Regions from separate parts of the Oryctolagus cuniculus genome. Here region 1 is linked to region 2. The links are chromatin contacts, called in public Micro-C maps. All regions are on one chromosome and are shown on one strand. Each heading gives the region's core, a stretch centred on a gene start, on an enhancer-like site or on the middle of the called end of the contact. The rest is flanking DNA. Distances are from core to core; before and after follow the strand shown.

Evidence for each region. A called contact is a pair of places that touch in the nucleus more often than the background predicts.
Region 1: a Micro-C map of ear pinna shows a contact between it and region 2, with 6 times the contacts expected there. The contact joins the promoter of KLF13 here to the promoter of FAN1 in region 2. A contact is called at or near these places in 2 of 6 Hi-C or Micro-C datasets (ear pinna and an unstated tissue).

Annotation. Positions count from the first base shown.
Region 1 is chr12:12,330,504-12,333,494 of mOryCun1.1, reverse strand. It overlaps KLF13 (KLF transcription factor 13), which reads right to left and starts at 1,604. Exons shown (of 2, transcript XM_051822252.2): 1 at 561-1,604. The coding sequence starts at 1,107.
Region 2 is chr12:11,977,402-11,980,187 of mOryCun1.1, reverse strand. It overlaps FAN1 (FANCD2 and FANCI associated nuclease 1), which reads right to left and starts at 1,356. Exons shown (of 13, transcript XM_008269777.3): 1 at 1-1,356. The coding sequence starts at 775.

The DNA.
Region 1 (2,991 bases), core at 355-2,854, 350 kb before region 2:
CGGATGGGCGGGGGCGCCCACAAAGAACCGCGGGCGGGGAGCAGGGACCCGGGACCGCCCCCCGCGTCGGCTAGTGCGGCCGCCGGCTCCGGTTACGACAAATTAAACCTTAGAGCGCTGGAAAAATTACAGGAAGAGGAGAGCGAAGAATGTGCCGAGTGGCCGAAGAGAGCCCTGTCCCGGAGTGAACTTCGCCCGCCGCGCACCTCCCCCCCCCCACACCCCGAGAGCGCGCCCGGCCGGCCGGACACCCGCTGGGAGCCCCCAGCCCCGCGCCCGGGCCGCCCCCGCCGCGAGCGGCGCGCGCGCACCTGCCCGCGCCGCCCCCCGGCCTGGGCGGGGTCCCCGCTCCGGCCCGGATGACGACATCCACCCCCGCGGCCCCGCCCCAGCGCGCCCGGGGAGGGGGCGTGCCCGGCGGGGGCGCGGTCGCCGGGCGGGCGCCGGCTCCGAGGGCCCGGGGCCGCCTCGCGCCGCGCGAGCTCGGGGCGCGGCCCTGGCCGCCCCGGGGGGCGTGGCCCCCAGCCCGCGCGCTCGGGGGGCCCGGGCCGCCCACTGACCTGTGTGAGTTCTCAGGTGCGCCTTGAGGTGCGAGGATTTCCCGTAAACTTTCTCGCAGCCCGCGTAGTGGCACTTGTGCTTCCTCTGCGGGGACTCGAGGTCGGCGCGGCTCCGGCCCCGCCGGCCCCTTTGTCTGAGGCCGGGCTCGCCGCTCCCCGCGGGCGCCGGCTCCCGCTCGGGCTCGCTCCACGCGGGGCTGGGGGGCGCGGCCGCGGCGCCCTCGCCGCCGGGGGAGGCGGGCGGCAGGCGGCACGGGGTCCTCGCCTTTCGGGCCGCGGCCCCCTCTCTGCGCTCCGCCGCGGCGGGTGCCGGCGCCTGCTGGTTGAGGTCCGCTAGGATCCGCGCCACCACGAACAGCGAGGCGCTGTCCTTGCCGTCGCGGCGCTCGTCGGCGCGGGGCATCGCGGGGGCGGCGGCGGCGGCGGCGGCGGCCGCACCCTCGGGCCGGGGCTCCGGCGCCTCCCGCGGCCCGTGCACGACCGCGCGGCTGGACATGGACACGAGGCACTCGGCGGCGAAGTGGTCCACATAAGCGGCGGCTGCCATGCTGCGGGCTCCAGTGCTGGTCGCTGCGAGTCGTCAGCCGCGCATCCGCACCCACGGCCTCCGGAGAGCGGGCGGGGGGCGGGGGCGCGGCGCGCCCTCTCCTCGGCTGGGCTGGGCTAGGCTGGGCGCGCAGCCGCCTCTGTCTGCCGTCACCCGCGCGGCTCCGCGTCCGCCCGGCCGGCCACCGAGGCGTGAGCGCATGGGGGGGCGCGGGCCAGGGGGCTCCGCGCGGCCTCGGGGGCGGCCTGTCCTAAGGATGCCGAGCGGCGACGTCAGGGACGCCCGCGTCAAGCCGCGGCCGCAGCCTCGCCGCGCATTGTGGCAGGCGGGACAGCCGCCGTGCGCGCCGCGGCTCGGTGTGGGCGGCCCGGCCCCGAGGGTGGGCGGGGCCGGGGCCACATCTGGACCCGACGTCAGCCCCCAGCCACATCCTGGCGGCGCAGGTTACGGGCGGCGGCGGCCGCGGGGAGCAGCGCGCGGAGGGGGCGGGGATCCCGGAGCGCGCACCGGCCGCACGGAGCGGTCGCGCGCCCGCCCCTGGGAAGGGGCGTGGCCTGGGGGCAGGCGCGAGTGCCATTGGCCCGTGCGCACTCGGCCCGGCCAATCCGGGCCGCCGGAGGGGCGTCCCCCGCCGCGGGGCCTGCGCGCCCCCAGTGGGCGTGCCCCCTCGTTGGAACGGGGGCGGCGGCGAGCCGGCGCGGGGCGCGCTGACGCACGACGTCCCAGGGCGGCGGGCCGGGTGCACCCGCTCGGGGCCGCTCCCCGGCTCGGGGACTCCGGCAGGCGCGTCCCAGCCTGAGCTTTTGTGCGTCGACAGCCTCGCTTGAGCCCCGCGTGGCTGGCTAGCGCTCTGAAGGGCGCCCTTTTGTCTGTCCAGCCCCGCCGGCGAGGGGGCGGCTCGCCTCTGGCAGCGGCGCGAACTCCGCTCGCCCCTCCACGCCCTCTCCCAGCTGAGCCCCGGCTTCGGGGCGACCCTGGGCCTGCGGGAGTGGACGGCGTGCCGGGGCGGCGGGGACCGCGGAGCCCTCTCCTCCCCGCCCCCGCCCCCGCCCCCGCCCCCGGCCCGCTGCCAACTTCCCTGGGCTGCCCCTTCCCGCCGCGGTCGGGGCGGCTTCAGACGCCACCAGCTGCGAGGACCCCGCCCGCCGCGCCGCACCGCACCCGCCCACTGTCTGGGCCTCGCTGGGCAGCGCCCCGCCCGCGGCCTCCCGGGCTGGGCAGGGCCGGGCCGACTCGCCCCTGACGCTCGCCGGCGCCCCCCGCTCGCCTTCACCGGAGAGAACCCGGTTCCCACCGCCTCGGAGCCGCTTGTGCCTGCCTCCCCGTGCGCTCCGGAGCAGCCCGGGCTCCTTGCGCGTGTGGCACTTTTTGGCGAGTCCTTCCTGGAGCCCTGGGGGACGGGGCCATGCGAGGCAGTGGGCAGGGGCGCACTCGTCCTGTCCCCAAAGCGACGGTCGAGTCCGAGCTCCCTCCGAGTTAATTAGAGTCCCGAGTAGGAAAGACTAAGCTCTCCAGGTAGCTGAGGAGGAAGGCAGCCATTCAGCGATGCATGATGCCGTCAACTGTGAACTTGCGCCGACTAATGCGCGCCTTGGCGATCTGTGACCGGAACCCTCAAATTCCCTCGGCCGCACCGGGTCGCTGCCCTGTGCTGTTACGGCCCCTCATCCTCTCCTGCCCGCTGCAGCCGGCACACGCGAGAGCGGGTCTCCCAAGAGAGTGCATTGTTCAGGCTGGTAGGGCCAGATTAAAGCAGACGCGCGGGGGCAGGGGTCTCCCCATTGCCACGCCCCATGCAAGGGTTCTCCATGAGTGTGGCCTCCCAGATGGTTTCGGCTGTGCGGCGTGGCACGCTTAGATACAAAACACAGCCTCTTGGCTGTT
Region 2 (2,786 bases), core at 107-2,606:
TAGCTGAGACTCCGCGGGTGGGAACTGACTTCCCACACTCCCCGGTGCCCCTCTGGCTCTCAGCTTCCATTATTCTGCTGCTTTCTAGTGCGTGTTCAGGACTTTCTTCCTCTAAAGAATTACATGTAAAAATGTTTTCCTTTTGAGAACTATTCTCCAAAAGTTCCTCCTTGTCCTCAGGTTCTGAACAGCTACCAACCAGACTCCTCCCAGCCGGGGAGACAGCGCCCCGTGGACTACGGCTGGCCAACTCCTCACCCTTATCTCCCGACACCCTAGCTTTTATGTATTTTCTGGACAACTTGGATGACAGGCTTCCCAAAGAAATGACTTGCACGTTCTGATTTCTCAGCTCATCTTGACTTTTGCATATGAAGTCACCACTCGCTTTAAAGTAGGGACTCGTATGCTGTTTTCTGTTCATTTCTGCTGAATCGTTTTTGCCAGGGGTTAAACGCGTCTTGGTTGGTGATGGCTTCTTCGGTGTTACACCTGCTAGGGCAATACTGGCCGACCCCACTGCGGATACCTTAGAGTTGATCAAGCCGGTCTGCGCTGGATCGAGTCCAACGACGTCGCTGCCAGCACACATTTCATCAAGGTGTCGGTTTAAGTCATATCTTGGCACCATCTGACTACACACGGGGCAGGCAAGTTTAGCAGGCGGCGCGTTGTTAAAGAACGAGATGATAGAACTCGGCGCCTTTTTTTCAGTTTTCCTGCCGGATAAGCTTCTGCGAGGCCTTTTTTTGTCTGGCGATCTCCCTTCTGCCATGATGAGAGTCACAAAACCGGTGCTCCGAGGCACAACGCGCAGGACGCTTCAGTCAAAGCCTCGACGGTTTGCTTTCGCTTTCTTGATTTGAGACAGTAAAAAAGTGAGCCTCTGACCTCATGGTCCTCGTTCAACTGCTTCCCCCTACGAAATACAGCAAATATGGATCGCAACGTTGTTCTGGGTGAACCGGGGCCCCGCACGTCGGAGGGCGGGACTTCGGGTGCAGAAAACCTGGGCTGGAGGCATACGCCCCCCGCTCTGCGGACGATCGGCGGCAACTTTGGGAAAGGACACCGCTCGGGGCCCTTCTAGGAAACCACCGCGTCGGGGGCCGTCCAGTGGGATGGGCTCCAGGGCGCCTCCGGCCTCGCCGGCCGGCACCGACCCAGCAGCGCCCGAGTCGCCCGCATCTGCGAACACGCTTGCCGGCACCAGCGCAGCTGCGGCCCCGCAGCCCAGGGGCCCGGCGAGCACCTGGGACGCGGTCCCGGCGCCGCGCGGCCGCGTGCGAGCCGCCCACCCCGGCCCTCAGCCCTCAGCCCTCGGCCCTCCCGCCCGGCCGCGCCGAGCCTCCCTCCGGGCTTCGCGCGCCGGCGCCCCCAGGCATCCCCAGCAGATCCCCGCGTCCCGATTCCTGACAGGCTCGGCGAGTGGAGGCTCGAGTGATCGATCTCTCTTTTCCAGGTCAAGGACTCCCCAGCAGCCGCGCGGCTGAGCCCAGTAGACAGACCCGGGCACCTCCTGCCTTTCGCGCCTGCAGCAGGCGGGCCGCCCTGAACGCCCCTGCTCGGCTTCTCTGCGGCCGGGCGTTCCGATGCGTGGGAAGCCGGAGCAACCTGCACTTTTGTGGGGGAGCTCCGCGTCTCGGGGTGCAGCCTGCAGGGAGGAGACAAGAGGCCAGCACAGGCTGTGCTCACACAGGCTCTGCGAACCGGCACCGGGCTGACGGTATCACTGTAAAAACCCCAACAGTGCAGAAATAATAAAATGTAGCCATTAGGGAATGATGGGTCTTGAATTTATTTTAATTGCTTAACAGCTGGGAATGTAACAACCAGCCTGGTCCCGCCTACCCTAGCACGGGGCTGGTGCTGTGCAGGGAGGCATAGTTGCAGAGAGAGAGGGAGAAACAGAGAGCGGTCTTCCATCTGCTGATTCACACCCCCCCCTCCCCCCCAACACACACCGCTCTGTGACCCCAACGGCCAGGACCCAGGGACATCATCTGGGTCCCCGTGTGGGTGGCAAGGATGGAGCCCCTGCCCCATTCCAGGTAATATTCTGGATGCTGGAGACAGAATGAACAACGGAACGAGGAGATGAGGAGGTGAGGGCCTCCTGTTGTGGGGAGGAGACTTTGGAAAGGTGGAGAAAATACGAACAATTAAGTTAGGTCGTGAATAAAAAGAGGAATTAAGTCACGAAGCACCTTGGGTTGGGGATTTGAAAGGGTGCCTAGGAAAGGCCTAGCTGACAAGGCGCGAGGTTGGAGCAGCCCTATGCCAGCCGTGAGCAGAAGCCTGCCTGGCAGGCTCGGACAGCGCGCAGGCCGGGGGCGAGGTGGGAGAGGGCGCGGCGGAGGGGTCAGCCAGGCGGGACAGTGTCAGGGCACTGCTGCGGCCGCAGTCCGGGTGCTGCAGTGCTCCGTTGGAACTTCGTGTACAACAACGTGCAGGGGCGGTTGGCAGTCATTCTCCAGGACCGACACGGGGCCTGGGAGTCATACTACGGACTTCAGTATTGCTTTCGCGTGAGATCAGAGTGGGGTTTTGAGCGCCAGCTCCGAAAGGCCCGCCCGGCCTTGCATTAAGAACACAGGATGGGGCTGGAAGACTAAGCCGCACGAGAATGAGAACGAGAGGGAGCAGGGAAAACAGGACGCACTGCTGGCTTGTGTCACGTGCTTGCGTTCCAACTGGTAAGAAGCAATCATAGCCTGACTGTAGGAGGGGACGTCAAAAAGTCCCTGGGAAGTGGAATTAAAAGGGGCTTGAGAAGGCACGATCTT